Linked DNA regions of Mus musculus: region 1 is linked to region 2. A link is a contact called in public promoter capture Hi-C data. All regions are on one chromosome and are shown on one strand. The core of a region is the stretch at or near the end of the contact, and the rest is flanking DNA. Distances in the headings are between cores, read along the strand shown. Region 1 holds the start of Slc12a6 (solute carrier family 12, member 6). Region 2 holds the start of Kif18a (kinesin family member 18A).

The links. Capture Hi-C pulls out chosen DNA fragments and counts their contacts.
Region 1: a promoter capture Hi-C map of liver shows a contact between it and region 2, with 2.9 times the contacts expected there. The contact joins the promoter of Slc12a6 here to the promoter of Kif18a in region 2. A contact is called at or near these places in 3 of 39 promoter capture datasets (the C10 cell line, embryonic stem cells and pre-B cells), 2 of 484 Hi-C or Micro-C datasets (B cells and CD4 T cells), 2 of 115 datasets of contacts at active chromatin or transcription factors (astrocytes and thymic regulatory T cells) and 2 of 9 other capture datasets (adipose tissue and liver).

Annotation. Positions count from the first base shown.
Region 1 is chr2:112,261,754-112,268,064 of GRCm38.p6, reverse strand. Slc12a6 (solute carrier family 12, member 6) reads right to left here and starts at 1,751. Exons shown (of 25, transcript NM_133649.2): 1 at 973-1,751. The coding sequence starts at 1,243. It overlaps Nop10 (NOP10 ribonucleoprotein), which reads right to left and starts at 6,139. Exons shown (of 2, transcript NM_025403.4): 1 at 5,988-6,139; 2 at 5,167-5,752. The coding sequence starts at 6,041. The coding sequence ends at 5,612.
Region 2 is chr2:109,278,083-109,284,147 of GRCm38.p6, reverse strand. Kif18a (kinesin family member 18A) reads right to left here and starts at 3,410. Exons shown (of 17, transcript NM_139303.1): 1 at 3,255-3,410. Mettl15 (methyltransferase like 15) reads left to right here and starts at 5,858. Exons shown (of 6, transcript NM_029790.3): 1 at 5,858-5,955.

The DNA of each region.
Region 1 (6,311 bases), core at 502-3,001, 3.0 Mb before region 2:
AACACTTAAGGTCAGGAGGAACACTATTTCCTGAGACCGGAAATGGTAAGATAGCCTTGCTTTAACAAGTCACTGTCTAAAGCCATGTTTTCAAACTTGTGTAGAATAGAATTTTTAAAAGTCTTTAAGATTCTTAAGGGAAAAACTTAAATAATAAAAAAAAAGACTTATGCTGGTCCGAATGAGGCATAAAACTAAGTGGCAGTTCTCAAGTTTTTTAACTGAGTCTGGAAAAAGTAACTTTCCTCCTTGCATCACCTCTTCCCACTAAATCAAAGGAAAACTTCTAATTCAAGTCAGGCTCGTCAGCTCAAGGTCAAGTCTGGAAAGTGGTTAATACGAACAGAAGTGGCTTCTATAGGTTCTGACTACAAAACTCAATATACAATATACAAAATAGTTATCTAAAGCTCAGCAGGGAAATTATGTGGGAATCATGCACGAGAAGTCCCTCTCGAAAGTTCCATTCTTTCAAGAGAGTACCACTTCCTTGAGTGAATTCAGTTACTTTAAATACTCTATAAAAACATAAATTTCAAAAAATAATTTTATGACACCCAACTGAATCTGCAAAAGAATCCAGTAAGACACAAGATGTAACAACCTGCCTTAAACGCTGACTTAGGAGTCAAAGCCCCAAAGCTCTCTAGAAAGCGCATATCCAGCCCATTAAAATTTTAGTTTAGAACTTTTTTTGTGTGTTGTAAAAGATTTAATTTTTTAAAAATAGTCATTTTAATTAGAAATAAGACAGAAATAAGGAAACCAAAATAGACATTTCCTTGCCCTCTTGCCAGCTACTTTCCCACGCCAAAAAGACTACTGCAGTGACCTACTAACTGTCGCTATTATTCCCACACTCGTAAGCATCACAGAAACGTGGGCCTTAATTTATGATTATAAAATTAGGGTAGTTAGCCAACATGGACAACCCAAGGGTTGAAACACCCGGCTCTCTGAGTCTCTACTTACCCTCCGTAACATCCTGGGGATTAGAAGTCCGGTCACTGGAAGGATCTAGGGCAACAGTTGCCAGAGAAGTAGTAGCCCCAGACAGTTCGCTCATAGGCTCACTACGGCTTGTTTCTGGCACACTTTCTCGGGAGCTAAATCTTACTCGAGAACTAGACCGAGAGCTGAGGTCCGGGCTGGTGTCTGACAAACCTGGAATGTCATCAATCTTAGTTGGTGTCACCATGAACCGAACTGAGGACATCTTGGTGGTGGCTTCTGGTGGATGCATTTTCCCCCCCCTTTCCTTTTTGACAAAGAAAAAAGGAAAAGCTCACAAAAACTCTTCCTCCTACACTAGCTACTTCTGATTGCAAAAATAGAAGGGGAAAAAAAACCAAAAACCCTCAATTACCCTGATTTACAGCCCACAAAGGCCCAATTAAGAATCCGTGTATAGAATTCAAGCCAGCTGTTTTATAAAGTGCCCCACCAGTAACTGAAAAATAATTTTCGAGAAAACAAAATAAGAACAAAACGATGCTAATCCTGTATAACTTGGTTCTTTCAGAATCCTAGCTATCTCCCCTGGTCCAGGGCTGAGGGCTCCGTGCCATGATCTCACAGCAGCTGGTGACGCCTCCCTCTGCTCAACCCCCAGGGTCCGGATGAGGTAGTTAGTCCTTTATCTGCCGAGTGTCCCACGGTTCTAGCTGAGGACGGAGCATGCAGGCCCACCCTTATCAGGCGTATAAGAGCGTGGATCAGATTGCGCAAAGGTGTGCACCAGCCACCTGTTGTGTATCAGGTGAATACCCCACAGGTCTGGCTGGGAGGAGGTGTGTGCTGAGCCACCCGATGTTTTTGAGGTCGATAATCCACTTGGGTCTGGTGGGAGAGATGCGCATGCATAACGGGAAAATACCCCCACACTACAGGAAGGAGAAAGAGGAGAGCCACGAGAGGATGCCGAAGCAGAGTGGATTCCTGCCTCCCAGAGGTCTCGTCCTGGCAAAGGAGCTGGAGGCGGCGGCTAGCGGATCAGGGCAGCTCCCACTGCAGGGTCGTGGCAGGTCGTGGCGAGTCCCTCAAGCCCACGACCGCTCGCCGTGTTTGCACTGCGTGTGACAGGACGCGCTTTCCTCCCGGGGCCCGTTAGCCTCTCGCCGGCTTTCCTTGGGTCTCGGCGGAGGGAGAAGACGGCCAGGCAGGCTGGTCCCGGCTACGGAGGAGGTCGCAGGTGCGGGAGCCCGCGCCAGCTGATGCGGGTGCGCGCGCAGCTGTTGTTTACTAGCCGCTAACCGTTCCGGAGCCGCGGCGCGCAGGAGGCCCCCTCCCCGGCAGACGCCCGAGGCCGTTACGTGACCTCGCCGCCCCCCGCCCCGGGCGCGGCGGGCTGTGCCCGCGCCGCCGCAGCCCTCCCCTTTCCGCCCCTCTCGTTCCTCATTCGAGGTTAACCGTCCGGAGAAGTCTGGGGAGCTAGAGGGCGGCGCCGTCCTGCGGCCGGGCAACAGCAGCCCCGCCCGGAGCATGCAGCGCGGGAGACAGAGGGCACCACGCCTGCGCGGACCGGCGACTCTCACGTGGAGCACGACGGGAACTGTAGTCCGCCCTAGGGTCTGAACGCGTGTGGCGAGCTGCTTTTTCCTCACCTGTGCTCCACGTACTCAGTATGCTGCTTAGAGGCACTCAGTGAACACTGACCCGCGAACCGCAAGGGTCATCTCTAAAAGCTCTCTGGAAACCTTAACTCTATGGCACCCAAACCTCCCATTACGGTATCTAGTTACCTTAGATGTGACCTCTGTAAAAATTCAGTTGTCTTTTCTAAGACACCTGTATCTTGTTCATCATTATGGGCTACTTTCCCCTTTCTTGTTCATATCCTTTTGAAACTGCAAGCCAGGCTTAAATTTCCATTAAAGAGAACTTATACAGACATGGAGAAGACATTGGGATATCTGCTCTGCAACATTTCCAGGATTTGACCCACTTTATTAACACTAGAATGTTTATTTAATTCGTCAAGGTGTTTTAATAACTTTCAGTTCAACCATGTTTTACTTGAAAACGCTCTGAAAGTTTGATCAAAATGCAGAAACTCACTGGAGCCTTTCCTGAGACCTTTCCTTTCCTCCTAGTTGCAAATCAGTGGACTTAATAATGGAGCAGGAGGCTAGACCCTCAGTGGTTAACAGCGTTTACTGCTCTGAAGGAAACCCTAATTCCGTTCCCAGTTCTCATGGCCCTGTAACTCCAGGTCTAGGTGATAAGACCCATGCTGGCACTGCACTTAAATACACATAAAAGATTTATAGTTTAAAAAAAAAATGAATCAAAACCATCTTAATTCCAGGGCTTGGAAATTCACTTTGACCAAATGGCAATTTCCAGTCGAGTTTGATAGCTTGGAAATAAAACGAAACCCGTTAAAATGTAAAATTGTATTAGATCTTTGAGTATTTGACATATCCAAAGCCCTTGATTCTATCCTCATCAGTGAGGGTGGGGGCAGGGTTAGAAAACTGGTACACTTATTTATTTTGAGTGTACAAATACATGAGTCCTTCTGATTATAGGTCCCAGGATCTGAACCCAGATCTGCAGGCTTGTGGGTGAAGCACCTTTGCTGCCAAAATACCTCTTTTGCTCTTTAGAGAAAGTGAAACATGAGTTCATGTTGCACAGGATGTCCTCAAACTATATAGCCGAGGATGACTTTCTTTTTTCTTTTGTTTTTTTTCCAGACAGGGTTTCTCTGTATAGCCCTGGCTGTCCTGGAACTCACTCTGTAGACCAGGCTGGCCTCGAACTCAGAAATCCACCTGCCTCTGCCTCCCAAGTGCTGGGACTAAAGGTGTGCGCCACCACTGCCCGGCAGAGGATGACTTTCAACTTCTGACCTGCCTTTACTTCCCAAGTGCTGGAATTATGGGGTCACTAAACCCAGTCTTCTGTAAAGCTATGTGCATGTTAGAAAGTCACTGGACCTACTATGTTATGTACACCCTCAGCTCCCTTTAGTTTTCTGATACAAGGACTAACTACATAGCCTAGGCTGGCTTGGAACTCATAGGGATCCTTCTACCTCATTCTATGACAGAATTAGACATCAGCTACCATGCACAGCCTGGATTTTTAAATATAGCCTATAGCTAGCTAATGGCTGGGCAGTGGTGATGCACACCTTTAGTCCCAGCACTTGGGAGGCAGAGGCAGGCAGATTTCTGAGTTCGAGGTCAGCCTGATCTACAGAGTGAGTTCCAGGGCAGCCAGGGCTATACAAACCCTGTCTCGAAAAACCAAAACCAAAACCAAAACCCAAACCAAACAAAAACCTTACAAATGTACTGTGTCTTGAAAAACCAAAACCCACACCAAACCAAACCAAAAACCTTACAACTGTTCTTGAAGAAAAGAAGCCCATCTCCTCAGGAATCTACTTTCTAAGGCAGCCTTGATGGCCATTCAAACTTCACAGACTTTACAATGACATTTTGCGCAATTTCTGCTCTCTGACACATGCCAGTCTTTTTGCATGTATTTATATGCACTACCTAGCTCACTCTGACAGCTCTTCCTCTTGCCCCCAAACACATAATCAAGCTCCCTAAAGCCATGTGTATCCAGGGGATTGTCTAAGTCATTGCTAGAGTCACACGTTTCCTTTTCTCCATGGTGACTAGTACTACCTCCAGGTTGAAGTCTTTATTTTGGTATGCACAGCTCGTGGCATAGAAGTAATGCTAACAATGCTAATGTTTTATTTTTGCAATCGAAGGACAGAATTAATTGTATCCAATACTGAAAAAAACCAAGAAGACATATCTCCTACCAGACAGATTTCACTGGCTTGGTAAAGAAACATCCACAGGCTGGCGCACACCTTTAAGATAGTGTTCAAAGGCAGAGGCAGTTAGACCTGAGGTCCAGGGCAGCCAGCTCTACATAGAGACTCTGTCTAAAGAGAGAAAAAGAAAACTTCCAGGGTTGGGCATACTTGTTATCTCAGAACTCAAAATGTAGTGGTAGGACTGGAGAGAGGGGTGCTTCCCAGAGGACCTGTGTCTATCCCCTGCAGTCACAGAAAGACTAGCTATCAGTCTCTAGTCACCAGGGATCTGACTCCCTCTTCTGGTCTTGATGGTTACTGGCACATATAGGCATAGACACATGTCGGTAAAATACTAAAACACACATACATTTTTTTTTACTCTTTGAGGAATTCAGAATATTTTTTAAAGGGCCCACAATTAGACAGTAGTTTTCCAGGGAATGCTGACCTTTGTAGGAGTCTTTCACAGCCTTTTTCCCCCCAACACCCTATCGTCGATGGCACACAGTTCTATTGCTACAATGAGGGCTTACGAATGTTCTCAAGTGGCCTTGTACTACCAACGGTACTACCCTTCCCCCATCTCTTCCTCCAACAACACACAAAATGAACTTTCAGTTCACTATATCTTTAATAACCTGGCATGAAAAAAAGAAAGAAAAATATTGTTCCTTTTACAGGCGAGGCCCATCAGTATAGACTCATTCACGTGGTGAGTGAGATAGGATTCCAAACAGCATGGGAAGGCTTCAAGGCTTACAGATTGACGCGTTTGGTTGCTGATAATAGGCCGAGGCATGAGCAGCGTAAAAGATTAACGAGCCCTCAGAGGACAGGACGCGGTTGCTGGGTCATGAGCACCTTGAAGCGTTTCTTGATGGTGATTCGGTGTCTTGAATATTTGTCATCTGGGGAGAACCGAGCAGGATGGGCGGAGCAAGTCTGTTGTCCCATAGGGTCAAATTTCTGCTCAAGGAAAAATAAAAAATATCTCAATATGAGTGGTGTGATAGAAAGAAACAAGAAAATGGGTGACCTGAGGCCAGGAGATCGCGTGGTCAGAAAAAGAAGCCACTGCCTATCTACCACGTTTTGGCTCCGACATGGCTCCACTCAGTGGGCTGCGCAGGCCGGTTCCAACTGTTCCTCCCATCTAAATTTCTCGTCCTTTTGATATATAGCTGTTTCCTCCTCCCCTTACCTTCAGCGTATAAACGCGATCGCCCTGCTCGTTGAGGTAATATTGGAGAAACATAACTGCCCTCAGCAAAAAGACACACGTACTACCGCCAGCCGCGTTTACTCCGAGTGCGCCGCTTCAATCGCGTGCGCCAACAACCTTCCAGATTGGACGGAAGTCTCTCCAAGGCATCCTGGGAAATGTAGTCCATTTCTCCAGTCATATCCATGTGACCAGAAGGGGGCATAGTAGAGCAAGTCTTGCTTGGCCTTGGGTTCCAGCTAGCAGCAACCTTGCAAAGTTATTAAGATCCATGGAACTGCCCACTGTGTGCCAGCCACTTGC
Region 2 (6,065 bases), core at 2,161-4,660:
AAATATTTTTTACCTTTAAGAAATATATTTCTGGAACCAGTGTCATGGCCTAATGGATAAAGGTACATTCCTGGGATTCACGTGATAGAATTGCTTCCTATAACTTGTCAGCAGATCTCCACATACAGTTATGCATATGCCCACAGACACATAAAACACACATAGAAAATAAAATGTAATAAATTTAAATGTATATTCACACATAAACTTCTGGACTCGGGTTATTTTGAAAAAGCACATGAAAAGTTTTGAGCAAAAATGATGGGGATATGGGAGGAAGTTACAGGTAAAGTTGATCAAAACATATTGTAAACATGTATGAAATACTCAAACAAAAATTAAAGACATGTTACATGTATATCTCATTGTGTTGATAGTCTCAGTGTTACAGATGCTGGTCTTCAGTACCTGGGTTTAATCTGACCTCCCTCAGCCTCCTCAGTAGCTGAAACTACAGATGTGTCACAGTGCCTGGTTTTTACATTTTGATTATTCTGTCTGCTGTAGGTATTCTAATAAGAAAATTGGACTGTGAGTGGAGCTCTGTGGGAGGGCACAAGTCTTAGGTTCCGACACTAGCATGGAGGAAAGATGGTTTATTCATTTTCTTGACTTTAGAGAGTAGGAAAGATGTATGATTCTTTAAAATTATGGTCAATCTTTCATTGTTTAAAACGATAAAATTAGAATAAGGATGGGACCAAGCTTTTAAAATAGTTAATGAGGATTAAAGAGTTTAAAGCTAATTGGAACTTTCTATAGTTATTTTAAAATGCAGTAAGGATTCAAGTGATACTTGAGAAGAAATTTTGACAGTCTCTTAAAGGAGTTTTAAGAAGTACAATGTCAAGTGTAACTTTGTGTCTCAACCTGCTACAGATTTTAAGATTGATCTTATTTCCTATTCCTCTTTGTTCTTTAGCTAGGGCACCAGAAAGCAAAGATTCCCTTCTCCTACATTAAAGTGATGTTTTCTTTTTCAAACATGGCTAAAAGTCTGGTATCTAGTTGATTCTATATCAAGTACAAAGACCATGTTTAATATGAAACAGATAATTGTTATCTGTGGAATAGGATGAAGATTTGCAAATTCTTTTTGGACAATGCTTTGAGAACAGTATAGACCCTGATCAATTAAGTCATATTCCATCTTAAATGGTATGCTGTTAAAGAAGAAACAAAAGAGCCAGTGGTAAGATTTTTTTTGGTGGGAATAAAGTAAGTCTATAGATTACAGTAGACTATTGATCCATTCCTGAAAGACTGAGTATAAAAGAGGATGATGAAGGGGCTCTAACTGGCAATATTCAAACTAAAGAGCAAATGGTATTTAAGAGCCTTTCCTGCTACAAAATTGTATGATTAATCTATATGTTAGGAAATATAAGAAGAAAAAGAATGCTGAAATGACGGCAAATAGGATTATTATTTTAAACCTATACAGTTCTCAAATATAAATAATAATTAAATTAATAAAAGTATATAAAAATACATAGAATCCAAAAGGTAATTTACTCATGTATAGGCCCTGAGAATTTTCTACATAAAAATTAAAATTATATACTTCCTTTAAAAAAAATAAAAATACTTAGGTGGCATTAAGGATTCTACACATTCTAGATATACACTGTCATTATACATATATCACGTAATGACTGCAGCAATAAATTAATAGTCTGCCAACATGCACTCCCCTTCCTGTGAATTGTTATTTAGTTGGTATGTTTGGATTAGAATCTATTACCCCACTCCCCATCACTGCTCACCTCTGTGTTTTTCCTGGAAGGAGTGAATTATGAAATGTAACTTGGTTTTTTTCCTTTTGTTTTTCTGATACCATACAGTAAGTATTCTTAATGAATATGATTGAAAGGCTTTCCCCAGGTCAGTATGGTGGTAACAGTGATGCTCACATGAGTTACTCTCTGCCAGGAACCATGGCAGACACTTCATACCCAAGTCATTCAACGCGCATAATAACTATGCAAGGTTGCCTCACATACGGAGGAACTTAGTAATGTTTCCAAATGTTATTACTAATATGACAGAAAGCGGACCCAGCTACAAATCCAAATCTCATGACTGAGAAAAAGAAAATGCTTCCAAACAGGTGTATAGAAGCACAATGACATAGCTACGAATTATTCCCAACTCAGGTAGAAAATTCTGATTCGACATGGTTTAGAACAGGGACCTTGCCTCATTTACAGTTTCTATCTGGCTTAAACCTTTCTGTCAGTCACTGATTTGACTGCCTTACTAACACGAGGGAAGATTATCAGTATTGGTGGTGGGCCAATTGTTTTTCTATTGCCTTTCATAGCATTAACAGCATAGTCAATTTATAGTGTCTATTGAAAAGTATAACTACAGTGGGACAAAATGCTCTTTAAAATAAAAAAATCTTAAATATCTGTAAATACTGGTTCAATGAGAATACCTCTCAAGGCAAATCATTCCTGCTGACTGAAATAGTTCTTTTCATACACTGAATTCAATAGCAAGTACTATTTATTAGCTCTGTGGGATTCATATTCTCTAACATCAAAGGTCAAGAAAACCTTCCAAAACCCAAGGTAGGAACTGGACAAAGTGGACTGATGTCACCAACAAAATTAGTTCTACTCCAGTAATCCCCATTCATATTATAATGAGCAACAGTCAGCATTGGCTTTTTTTGTACTAGGCAAGGCAAATGAGCTCCTGCTGAAAAGGCTGCAGAAACTGCAGGATTAGAGGCTGCTTTCTGGCCTCCTGGCACTTTTTTGTCTTTGTTTCTTTTTTTCCGTGACCTTCAGCATCACAGGTGAGCAGTCAGGGCCGGTTTTGCTTGAGGCTACAACTGGGCTCCAGACTGACCTGACAGCCTCTCTGCACAAAAGCTCCTCCCATGAAGTAAAGCCCAGAAGTCGCACACTCCCATGTGCAGCCCAAGCAGGACACTCTGAATTTGGAATCCGGAAGGAACCTCACGCTCTAGGAGGCTGAACTGTGAGCGTCCTCAGTTTAAGTCTGAGAAAGGGACCAGCTTCCCCTCGGGGTTCAGTGGCGAAGCCTAGAACCTCGGTGCTGAGAAAGGCTCGCCTTGTCATGCACACTCGGTAGCTCCGGGTCTTTCCAAGCCGCAATACCGAGGGGACCCTCGACCTGCATCGCCCGCCGAAAGCTAATTTGTCGCCTGACACCGGATCCTCCACTCCGGCGACCCTCGAATCAACCCACGCGTCCCCAGACACAGCGCCCACCTCACTCACCTACAAGAAGTGACCGTCACAACTTGGCAGAGTTGGCTTCCAGGCGCTCCAAACACAGCCACAAATTCAAACCCAAGCCAGCTTCCCCAGCTATCCATCTCATTGGCTGCCGTTCGGATGACGTCAGCACGTCAGACGTTTTCCTGAGCGACTCGCAGTTTGGCGCCAGAGGCTGGGCCTCAGATGCCGGAGGAGAAGTTACTTTCCTGGGCGTCGCCGTGGCAACGCGCGCGGTCGTTTCCGGCAGCCGTGACGGAGGTGGGCGGAGCTCGGGCGGCGGTGCAGGTGGGAAGCAGCCACCTGGGATATTTAGTATTGCCACAGTCCTAGGGTCTGGGGTGCCCTGGGCTTTGGGTGATGTTTCTCTTAGGGGGAGAGGCGGAGTCTGCGGGCCTGTAAAAGGGCCTGGGTTATTTTGTCCTTTTTCCCTTTCTGATTAGTCAAGTTCCCAAGGATTAGGACTCAGGCTTTGGAAGGTATGGTGCCTCCATGTGAATTAATTACAAGTCCCAAGTCTTCTTTTGTCAGGGTTTCCTGGCCTGCTCCCGTTATTACTGATTAAAAATATTTGGTATTTGCGAAAATATTTGCTATTTGCCAGCATTTAACATGCTCCAAGTATGACCTTACAAACTAAAAATCACTTAAATATATTGGCCTAGTCACATTATTGGATCATGGGCTTCTTGTTTCAGATTGCATTATTTCTGAATGTATACATTAGAAAGAAAAATGCATTAAAAACATAGGGAATATTAAAAAATTGGCAGGGTATTTTATATTTGTATTGTTGGCTAGGCAAGCCTTTTATCAGTTGACATTCTCAACCCTTTAGAAAAATTTAGTAGTACGATCTGAATTACATTGTTATTGTTTATATGACTCTATTTAGTAAGCAACTCTTACTTGCAGATTTTAGGAGCATATTAGTACACACTGAAGTCAGCATCCCTTCCCTCCTGGAGTTTAGATTTCTGTAAAAATAGGATGTTACAGGGCAGAGGATTTATGCATGTGTCTGTCTATTGTCTATCTATCTATCTATCTATCTAATCTATTTTATATTTTTAAACAAGGTCTTGCCCAGTAGTCATGGCTGGCCTGGAACTTGCCATGTAGACACAAATGGGCTGGAACATATAGAGATCTTCTTGCTTCTGCTTCCTGTGTGCTGAGATTAAAGGCATAGGCCACCACACCCAGCAGTGCAGAGTACTATTAGTCACATTTTTACGTTGAAATCCCATAGATTATGATTATGTCTTAAATCTACTGAAGAAAATCAGGAGAGTTGCAAATTATACATTATTCTTTGTTTTATGAATTTTTTCTGAGCCCTGGAGAGTGCGTCAATAAAGTGACTACTTATTTCTTATTATAGTATATGTACCAACTAATGCCATCATCATTTTTGTGACATTGGTTTGGTAATAAAAATGAGGAGAGTTTGCAAGGCAGTGGTGGCACACGCCTTTAATCCCAGCACTTGGGAGGCAGAGGCAGGCAGATTTCTGAGTTCAAGGCCTGCCTGCTCTACAGGGTGAGTTCCAGGATAGCCAAGGCTACACAGAGAAACCCTGTCTCGAAAAAAAAAAATGAGGAGAGTTCATTTTGTTTTAAATATTCTTTCCATATATAGTGCTTGACCTTTGGTGTCTCAGGCATATTTTTAACCCCTTAAACATTACCTTACTTTATTCTCAAAACAGACTATAAGATATAAACATATTGTTTTGATTTTATTAGGAGAAAACTGAAGTGTTAGAAAAACTTTTATAGGGAAGTATTTCTCTTGTAAAAGAAACCAAGTCAAAATTAGCCATTTGTTTTTAAAATACTTTCTAGGTCAAGTGACTATAATATATTTTAATTTAGTTTGAAAATATGTTTATCTTGTTATCTTGAAAAATTATATTGGTAAATGACTAAGTAGGCATGTACATTCCATCTTTGTCTTGTTTTGACATTCACACTATATAGGCTTCTTAGTGTTACAAGTGTCGCCACATGTAATCCCAATACTACCCATTTAATTTCACTTCTGCATTGCACTTGCTTGATAGCAGGGTTCCACTAATGAGATCCATACTCTCCAGGAATCATACATTTGGTTAAAACAGAGAGGTTTTAACAATACAACCAATACTATTATTGTGCAGTTGTCAACTCATGAATTTGGCAGAAGTAATAACAGGACGAGAGAACCTCATGCTTTTTAACAAAATTAAAGAGTCGGGGTAGGGGACCGGAACTTCCCAAAAGTACAGGGTTAAGAAGGTTGAAATTTCCACCTTTGGTTAGAAATTGGATGATGCATGGAGCCATTATTTTATAGTAGACAGAAAATTGAAAGTTACATTTAAACTTTCGCCAGACATCAAAACAATTCTTAAAGCAAGCAAACAAACAAACAAACAAACAAACAAACAAAATAAAACCCCCCAAAACCCTTAAAAGTGAGATCTTGTTTTTCCAGGATGATCTTTTGGAAACCCCTGACCCACAACACCCTTTCAAAGTAGGTGCTGGGAGCAGCGGAACTAAAGGCAGACACACTTCAGTTGCTCCGACGGAAGGACGAGGGCCGTCTGTCCGTTCTTACAAGTTTCCCCCACTCGGGACTTAGGTGTACGCAAACAGGTTCTTCTGCGTTTTAGCATCGCGGCCGGCCCAACTTTTTTTGTTGTTTTTGTTGCCTCAGGTGAGGAGAAGTCCCTAGTTCAGGGTTGGAGACAGGGCACTTTTGGTGTTGAGGTTGTGGGGAGTGAATCCCCCGCCTGTGAGGAAATAAGCCCCTCCCCCGTCCCCTCC